2 separate regions of the Mus musculus genome follow, and region 1 is linked to region 2. The links are chromatin contacts, called in public Hi-C maps. All regions are on one chromosome and are shown on one strand. Each heading gives the region's core, a stretch centred on a gene start, on an enhancer-like site or on the middle of the called end of the contact. The rest is flanking DNA. Distances are from core to core; before and after follow the strand shown.

The links. Hi-C and Micro-C count contacts between places; a contact is called where the count stands out from the background.
Region 1: a contact with region 2 is called in a Hi-C map of bone marrow-derived macrophages, with 20 read pairs. The contact joins two enhancer-like sites. A contact is called at or near these places in 1 of 15 datasets of contacts at CTCF or cohesin (pro-B cells), 7 of 484 Hi-C or Micro-C datasets (the HPC-7 cell line, Sertoli cells, bone marrow-derived macrophages and 4 more), 9 of 115 datasets of contacts at active chromatin or transcription factors (the 230-238 cell line, bone marrow-derived macrophages, effector CD8 T cells and 4 more) and 1 of 9 other capture datasets (bone marrow-derived macrophages).

Annotation. Positions count from the first base shown.
Region 1 is chr8:46,951,007-46,955,875 of GRCm38.p6, forward strand. It overlaps a transcript of Enpp6 not described here. Among named protein-coding and RNA genes, the nearest start is that of Enpp6, 33 kb to the right of the region's middle. Within about 2 kb of position 2,630, at least 9 of the 459 cell types and tissues checked have an H3K27ac peak or open chromatin away from gene starts, as enhancers often do. A contact at or near this core is called in bone marrow-derived macrophages, where this site is marked.
Region 2 is chr8:46,768,753-46,773,287 of GRCm38.p6, forward strand. The region is part of intron 1 of Irf2 (interferon regulatory factor 2); the gene reads left to right. It overlaps Gm31172 (a long non-coding RNA gene), which reads right to left. Exons shown (of 2, transcript XR_378938.4): 1 at 4,383-4,535; 2 at 1,795-1,964. Among named protein-coding and RNA genes, the nearest start is that of Gm31172, 3.8 kb to the right of the region's middle. RefSeq lists an enhancer at 1,819-3,494. Within about 2 kb of position 1,294, at least 69 of the 459 cell types and tissues checked have an H3K27ac peak or open chromatin away from gene starts, as enhancers often do. A contact at or near this core is called in bone marrow-derived macrophages, where this site is marked.

The sequences.
Region 1 (4,869 bases), core at 1,380-3,879, 180 kb after region 2:
TATGTAGGAATGAGAATCTCTTCTGCACTGAGTAAAAGCATCGCCTGTCAATAAATATCTGATGACCAATGAGACGAAGAAGGATTAGAAGGTGGGATATCTGGCAAAGAGAGGGGAACTCTCAGAAGGAGTCAGGAGCAAAAAAAATTCCTCATCTGGACTTGGAGGGAGTTGGACATAAGGAACGAGGAGAGGTAACCATGGCAGACATTGAATAGCATAAACAGGTTGTGTCACGAGCTTGTCACAAGCCTAGCTGAAGGCCTATGTGCATATTCATAAATAAATAAATAAAGCCTGTGGTGGCAATGGCAGGAGTCTTTGAAATCTCTAGGCCAGGCCCCAGTAACAAAACCATGTCTCCTAATTCTCCCCGAATAACTAACTGGAGACCAAGTATTCAAACTGCGACTTATGGGGGACATCCCAGGAACCACACTCACAAAGACACAAAGGGGTAAAAAGAGTTGAAAACTTTAAACATAAAGTTGGATTGGAATGCCCATTTGCATATCCCCTGTCCTGGTTTGAATTCCTCGGGGCAATATCAAACACAGAATGTTACATATTATCTATTTGGTCTCATAAAGGAAGATAGGGTTCACCCTGACCTAAGTGGGTATTGCACATTATGTGTAGGTTTTGAACGACAAGCCACGTTCTATGAAAGCGACAAGTGAATGTGAGACGAAGTTGTTTGCTATAATAAATACTCGTGACACAGTGGTCATAAGCCCTTAAAACTATGAAAACATTTCTACATTACAGAAAGCCCCTTTCTGTTAAGCTTTCTGATGACAAGACAGAAAAAATATCTTTGTAAATACCTACTGAACTACGCAATTTCATTGTAAGATGTAGGTGGCACTGTCCTGTGGGTCAGCTAAGGCCAATGTGTGTGGTGGAGCGCTTCCATTTCTGATTTCTGTTTTGGCTGTGAGTTCCAGCTGTGCTACGCCCTTCCAGCGTAAGGGAAGAAAGATGTAAAGAAATACTTTGAGAGCCATGTGCAGGTGTCTTATGAAACATAGCTCTGAAAAGATGGTTTTGAAGTTCCTTTCCACTCCTGTAGCTGAGCTGCTGCCATGAGAATTCTCACCCCCAGTGACCGACCGGCCCGTCTGACCTCAGACAACAAGCCGGAGTGTTTTAGTTACTGTCAAAATCTACTTTCACTTCTGGATCTTGTGAAATTTCAGGATCATAATCGAAATGTACGAAGGGAAAAAAATCCACTTTCAATAAAAAAATTATTTGGATAAAGGATTTGAGATACGATTTTCATCAGTGTGTGCTTTTTTATTATGCATAGTACATTTACTATTTAAATCACATTCTTGGTCTTTATTTTTATGGTCCACTTAAAATTATTGCTAATGACTTCTTGTGATCATAAACTGTTCTGGTCTTGTTTAGTAAGAATTGTGTCCTGCTTTTGTGGGTAAGGAAGTATGGACAGTATTTTCTTAGCTCTAGGAATCCTGATAATGTCTCCTTGCTTTCTCATGCAAGCAATAATATTGGCTTCCCGTAAACATTTCATGCCATACACCACGTTATGTTCAAAGTTCTAAATATACTTCCAGCGTCTCCTGGCAGTTATTGATGTGGGTCAAAAGGCTGAAGCCCACGGATTTTGCATTTCTCTCTAACTTTAAAAGCGTTGCAGTATTGACTTTGGAAAATAAAACACTTCTGAAAGAAACAGCTTTCATTTGAACTATAATTAATTTGCCTTGGGCATTATGGGGGCAGATATTTTCCATTTCAGAAAGTTGTTCTAATTTTTATGGATGTTGTTTTAACTCAGTTGTTCTAGATGGTTCTGTGTTCTCTGACATCTTCTCATCACTCTTCCTTGTTATCCAGTGCTGCACTTCCTGGGGCGTGGAGGGGGCGGGTTGCGCTCTAGTTAACGGTGAAGGACTGATTCCAGCTGATGGTTATGGGAATAGAGCCCACCTTGGCAGGGATGGGGCGGTGTTGATGCTCCTCTTCCAAAGGTCCTGAGTTCAAATCCCAGCAACCACATGGTGGCTCACAACCATCCTAACAAGATCTGACGCCCTCTTCTGGAGTGTCTGAATATAGCTACAGTGTACTTACATATAATAAATAAATAAATCTTTTTTTAAAAATTTAAAAAGATACAATGAAGACAGAAGAAGAAAAGAAGAAAACAGACAAACATTTAAATATATACAGCATACAATTTTGTATAAATAAATCTATTTTCTGTTCTATTTACATATTAGAATATTCCATGCATGTACATATTTAACATCTAAATGTTGAACATATGTTAAATGGCTTTTAAATACATATTTAAACTCTCTGTTGCTGAGATAAATACTCATTTTTTAACTCCACTGGTTTTGTTTAAAACACTTTAAACACTCCCCTACACCCCCCACTCCCCACTTCTGCATCCCTTGAATTTCCACTGAATTTACCTTTGAGTTAGTAATATGAACAAACTTGAGAGGTTTGGCTGACCGTGGCAGTGCAAGCTGTAGACAGTAGCTCGATACAAACCTAAGATGGGAAGAGAATCACTGCAATAAGCCTTTTGATATTTCACAGCTGGGATTAAGATTGTATTTTGGAACTATGGCGCCACCTGGTGGCCATTCTCTTGTTGCCGTTTAACATTTCTATTTTAGACCCCCACCTCTTTGGTAACTTGTACTTGAACACCCTTTGGTCAGGAACCCTAGTATACTATTAAGTAGCAATGTGTGGCCAACTGGACCTGGAAGGCCTCCGCTTGTTCGCTTGCTTGTTAGCACAGGTACCTGGAAATTCTGCAGGTCTAGGTAGAGTACGGGAACAGGGGACAGGAGAGACTTTACATCTTGGTTTTTCACAAGAGCCCTATTATAGCTCTGGCTTTCCCAGAAGCCAACTCCTGTGATTGGATGAGGGACTAATGAGACTAAAAATCAAGCACAAGCCTGCTTGGATAGCTGAGGGAACAACAGGTCTTCTCCAAAGAGGGAGAGGCTTGGGAGATAGCCCCAAGGGGAGGGGACACATCCTCACAACGCGTCACGCACAATAAAGGACTTCATCTAAACATCCATCAGAATCACACAGAGTTTTAAAGACAACCATGCTCAATGCATGCAAGAATGTTAAGGAAAGCTGGTGATTTCCCCAGCAGGTTGATTTGGGGGTTAATTCTTTGGCAATATTAAGAGTTTTGAGGGGCTGGAGAGATGGTTCAGAGGTTAAGAGCACTGGCTATTCTTCAAGAGAGGTCCTGAGTTCAATTCCCAGCAACCAAATGGGACTCATAATAATCTATACTGGGATCTGATGCCCTCTTCTGCCATCCAGACATACATGCAGACAGAATACTGTATCTATAATCAATCAATCAATCAATCAATCAATCAACAATAAATAAATCTTTTTTAAAAAAGATGTTTGAAAACAATCATTGCCTTTTTGTTGAATCTCAACCATAAAGGTAGAAAAGTGGGTCTGTAGGAGGAGAGCTGGCGGCCATCTGTTTAGCTTTAGTAAAGACTAAATATTATGGTATGTATGTTGTACTGTTGCAAAAGGTGGCATGTGCTCAAGGGTTGGTCACTGTCTTAGGGTTTCTATTGCTGTGATGAAACACCATCATAAAAAGCCAAAAGCCACTTGGGGGAAGAAAGGGTTTATTTGGCTTAGATGTCCTGAGTCATAGAGTCCATTAAGGGAATCCAAGGCAGATTCTCAAACTGTGCAAGAACCTGGAGGCAGGAGCTGATGCAGAGGCCGTGGAGGGGCGCTGCTCACTGACTTCTCCTCATAGCTTGCTCAGCCGGTTTGCTCATAGAACCCAGGACCACCAGTCTAGTCCCCCATCCATTGTTAATTCAAAGGACACCCAACATGCTTGCGGACAGCCAGGTCTTACGGAGGCATTTTCTCAGTTGAGATTTTCTCCTCTTAGATGACTACGGCAGCTTGTGTCAAGCTGATAGAGAACTAACCAGCACAGTCACCAACCGGGGATACCATTGGAAGATACTGTAGTCTTTGCCGGAAGAAAGCAGGATATTGGACAAGGTATCCCATTGACGGGGGAACCGGAACTGCAACGGATGTTTTCCTTGTTTGTTTTTGTTTGTTTGTTTGTTTCTCTATTGCTATAGTGAGCAGCTATGTTCCACTGAGTCTCTCTTACCATCATACGCTCCCTTCCATTAGCTCCAGAAAATGAGCCTACAAAGGAAAGAATGAAACCTCTGTACCCATGAGCCAAGATAAAACCTCTCAGGTCATAAGCCATCCTGGGTGTTTTATCACAGGGATGGAGAGCTAGTGTATAGCCAGAATCCGTGTTACTTTACTATTTTGACATGGTGTCCATCTTCAAATAGAATACTGTGTGAAAGTCAAATATACAAATGGGTGGACTGAATATAAAGGGTTCTGCTCTGGCAATAACCTCCACCCTATTATCGGCACAGTCCCCAGCTTCACAGAGACATTACCGGGGCACTTCCATAGTTAAAGCATGTTCTATGGTACAGTGGGACATCCCTGCCTCCATCGACCCTGGATGTTAATGCTAAACCCTTTTCTGGGAGCTCTGAAATCATGGCTGAGTCTCTCATGGGTCTCTTCTGCATTCCAGAGCACACCAAGTTTTTCATTCTGACCTTGATTTTGCTACCACTAAAATGTTTGTCTCGGGACATTAGAAACAACGCCAGGCCATTGGACACCTCACTGTCATTGGAACCACAAAGCTGTGTCAACCCATCTAGCATACATAGTCTTCCCTCGTGAGAGATCTTTAGACTCCTGGATACAACCTAAAACAAACAAGCAAAAACCAGAAAAGCAACTTAAGTAAATGAGAACGTCCAA
Region 2 (4,535 bases), core at 44-2,543:
ACACACACACACACACACACACAAATAAACAATAAAAAACCCAACATCAATAATAAAATAGAACAATTCTAACAATATAGCATAAGTTACTTTACATGTATGAATTGTTTGTCTCTGGAACTTCCATTTAATATTTTCAGACAGTGTGTGACCTTCAGTAATTAAAACCACGGAAACAATGGATAAGGGAGAAAACTGTAATAAGTTACATGTTATTTATTTAAAAAATATTGATTAACCTTTGGCTTTTGCCACAGGCTATGACCGTTGAAGCACATAGATTTGTGGGGGCTTTCCTTGGGGAGACTGAGAAATCTTGCTGAGGGAGTAATTTTGAAGCTAAATCAGAAAACTCAGTAAGCCAATGTATTAGTCACTTTTTTACTAGACACTATGTTGCTCTAGCTGGCCTGGAACTAATTTTGTAGACCAGGCTGACCTTGAACTCACAAAGATCCACTTGCCTCTGTCTGAGGGGTTAGAGGCATGCCCCACCACACCTGGTCTTAGTTACTTTTTTGTGTTGTTGTTGTGACCAAATCCCTGGCAAGAATCAAGGGAAGAAAGATTTGTTTTGACAGACATTTGGATACAATGTCGTATGGATACACTGAATTTAGATACAATGGATTCTTCATTGAGGCCAAAGGGCATCGTGGTGGAAATGACTGTGGCAACAATAGGAGTAAGAGGCTGCTCATTCACATCTGGATGCATCAGCAAGCATTGAGGGGTCAGGCGGCAAGGCTGGCCTAGAAACCCCAAGGTCTGCAGATAGCTGACTTCCTCCTGCTAAGTGCTCCCTCCTAAGCATTCCAAAGAGCAATCTTCTAAGCCTCCCAAAACTGCCCAGGGAACTGGTAACTAAGTGCTCACATACAGGAGCTAGTAGCGGAGGGCGGAGGGCGCTTTCTCAGACAGTAGCAGCAAGTGGAAGAGCACATACATGAGGCTGAGCGACAACAGCTATTGAAGCCTTGGCGTAGACACTCCCTGCCCCCGCCCAAGCAGTTTGGGGTGCAAAGACAGCACAGGGGCTGGAAGTCAGTTACTGTGACATCAGTGGGTTTTCAGCAGACGGACAGAATCTTAACTGGTGTTTTTAGAGAGAGTGTTCTGGCTGCTCTGCCCGGGCAGGCTTGTGGGAGGTGGAGGGCAGTCGGGATGGCTGCTTGGTCCAGTCTTTGTAGAAGGAAGCAATTGTTCTTGAGCCACTGGCTTCACTTTCCATGGGCACAGAGTCTTAGCTGTTCCTCCCTGGACAATGGTTATATGTACTCTGCTTGGTTCTCTGAGGTCAGTGCAGTGAGTGCAGTTTCCAGCCTGGCTGGAACAAGTAGGACTGAAGGTTCATTCAGACTTCCTTCTGCAAATGAGGAAAAGTTGCAAATGAGAAACAGAGCGCAGCCCTTCCTCAGGGTGGGCCATCGTGGAGCCAAGTACCCGAAAGGCTGTGGGAGTGAGGATTTCAATCATGCTCTAAATGAACGGATACTGGGAAGGACAATTTTAGGGGCTGGTGGAAAATAGAGAGCTTTTGGGCAATTGGCTACTGGGGCTCAGTGTGTGTGTGCTTCTAAGATCCACAACCTGTGATGCCTGCCCAGCAAAAGATGGCCGAGATGTTTTTCTTTGTTACCAGATTAACCTATATGAAGCCACCCAGTGCTTCTGTGAAATCAATGGTGTTTTAAAATGTTAAAAGCCGCCCTTTTTCTTTATTTTAGTATAGGAAGCTGGCTGGAGGTACGTCTTGGATGTCTACATTTGAGAGACTTCTCTAAGCAAGCAGGCCACCTCTTCAGTCATCTTTTTAATTTCCCTTGCACCGTAACAGTTTTAAGTGACTGATGAAGGGGGACTGCCCATCTTTCCCAGGCAATGAAGCTCAGAGGCTCATGGACCAGATCGTTGTTGGGTCATCCCTTAAGCCAGGCAGAATAGATGGTAATGGTGTTCAGTGCCTGGAATAGAAAGAAATAGAAAGTTAACTGAGGCACCACAGAAAGAGTTTTCTAGAATTTGTTGTATTTGCAGAAATTTGTTTTCTTCCTTCCTTGTAAATTATTTACATACTTTGCAATTGTCTTTCCCGCCAGGTCCTCCCCTTTTGAACTAATTTCAGACTTAGACTGGCGTTATAAGAATACTACAAAGAATCCCTTTTTTCTCTCCAACTGCTCCCCCCATCCCCAGAATCCTCAGCAAGTCACTTGTAACTCTGATGTCTCATCTCTCCTGCATACTTGAGTGTGTCTTTCCTACATCAAAGACACATCACCACAGCATGACCACCAGCACCAGGAAACGCACTGGTGCACTGGTACCATTAATGCACAGGCCCATTCAAGTCTGCCAGATGTCTCAATAATGGCCTTTGTGTTGCGTCTGATTCAGGGCCAGGCACTGCATTCAGGAACCCTTCCTTTTTAATCTGTCCTCAGCTTGCATGAACTTGACATTTTTTTTTTTTTTGACAATTAGAGGCCATTATCCTATAGAATATCTGCCAATCTGGGCTCCTTGGGCATTTCCTCGTGATGTTATTCAGGTCAGGTACTTTCAAATCACATCCTCACAAGTGTGATGCCTTCATCCAGCGTTCTTGTGGGTCACATACGACTCTGATGTGACCCTTTCCCGATGATGTTCATTTCCTCGCCTGATTAAGGAGTTGTTAGCCTTTTGTTGTTGTTGTTAAGTTATTCCCCCCTTTGTTGTAAAAATATTTTGTGAGAGATACTTTTAGGCCTATGCAGAGGCCCCATTTATCAGTCTTTTCCCTTACAGCTTAGTATTTACCAATCTTTCTCCACCTGCTCCTCCTATGTTTTAAAATTTATTAGGGGGTATGTCTAGGATGGGTGTGTGGAAGGCAGAGGGCAACTTGCTGTGATCCGTTCTGTTTTTCTACCGTGCATTCTGGGAATTGAACTCAGGCCATTGGGCTTGGCAGTAGGCATCTCTACCTACTGAGCCATCTCACCAGCCCTAGTTATTGTTCCTTGAGACAGGATCTGGTGACATAGCCCAGGCCAGCTTCAGACTCAATATGGAGCCCTTGTAGGCCTTAAACTTGTGATGCTGCTCCTGCACCAGCCTTCCAGGAGCTGGGTAAACAGGCTGTGCCTGCCAGCATGCCCCACTTTTCATGGGTGCTCCTTACCTGAAGAATTATCGCTTTGCTAGGTACCAAATGTTAATGTCCGGTTCCCATTGTTCTGTTTGTTGATTGACATTCTTCTTTATGGAAAAGCTTACTCTCTATTTACTTATTCCTGGATCCCTACATTTTTATTATTACTTATTTGGTGCTCATATTCTGTCTGATTTGGCTACCATGGGCCTTTTAAGCTGAAGTTTGGCACTATGTTCTCTTCTCTTCTCTTCTCTTCTCTTCTCTTCTCTTCTCTTCTCTTTTCTTTTCTTTTTTTTTGGATATATTTTGTTATCCTTTGAAGACCTTTTCCTTTTTTCCCCCAAATAAGTAAGCAAACACTTTGGTTAAGGCTTGTCTTTTGTGTTCCCTGGCCTGACCTTGGAGTCAGCCATTGTTCTAAGAATCTCTGGTTCTGGTTAGTGGTGTATTCAGAAACTAAGCTTTGAACAGGGCATTGTTCTTGATGTTTCTGTGGCTTGTCCCAGGCTCTCTGAGAGGACAAGGATAGAGAACACATATACACATGGACATACATGTATATTTACAATATGTATATACGCATGGACATACATGTATATTTACAATATGTATATATACATACATACTTACACGCACATGCTTTTTCACATCTACATTTACTTCTGTATTTTTAAAAAAGATTTATTTATTTACTTTATGTATATGAGTACACCATTGCTCTCTTCAGACACACCAGAAGAGGCTATCAGATCCCATTACAGATGGTTGTGAGCCACCATGCGGTTGCTGGGAATTACAGGACCTCTGGAAGAGCAGCTGTGCTCTTAACTGCTGAGCCATCTCTCCATCCCTATTTCTGTATTTTAACATGTGAAAAACCATGAATCCAAACCAATTCCCTCTCCACTGCTAGCCCAGGGCCCTCCATGAAGCTAGCCTTCTGCCGGTATAACTTCCTTCCCTGTATTCTGACTGTATTTATTCTGTACTTGCCTAGCTGTGTGCATGTGCTACTGTCAAGTCCTGTGGTTGCCATCCTTGTCCCCTGGCTCCTGTTATTGCGCCTGCATGAGGCTGCTGTCTTCTGTAGAGGCAGCCTGTCATCTGTCTCCCAGCTTGTTTCCTTCCTTCATCTGTCCTCCCTGCACCTCCCCCCCACAATGGCCTTCCTCCTTTCATATACAAGGATGCCGCTGCCTTCTCTCCCCACTGAAGCTCACTCTATGCCAGTCCCCATGCTCACCACGTTGACCTTCTCTCTTCATCCACGGCTATTCTACTTCACACTCTGATCACCACAGACGGTGCCGTTGAAAGCCACAGAGATGGATCCTCTTAGTTCTGGAAGCCAGAAGCCTGAAATCAAGGTGTTGGCCAAGTTACTTCCTTCTGGAGG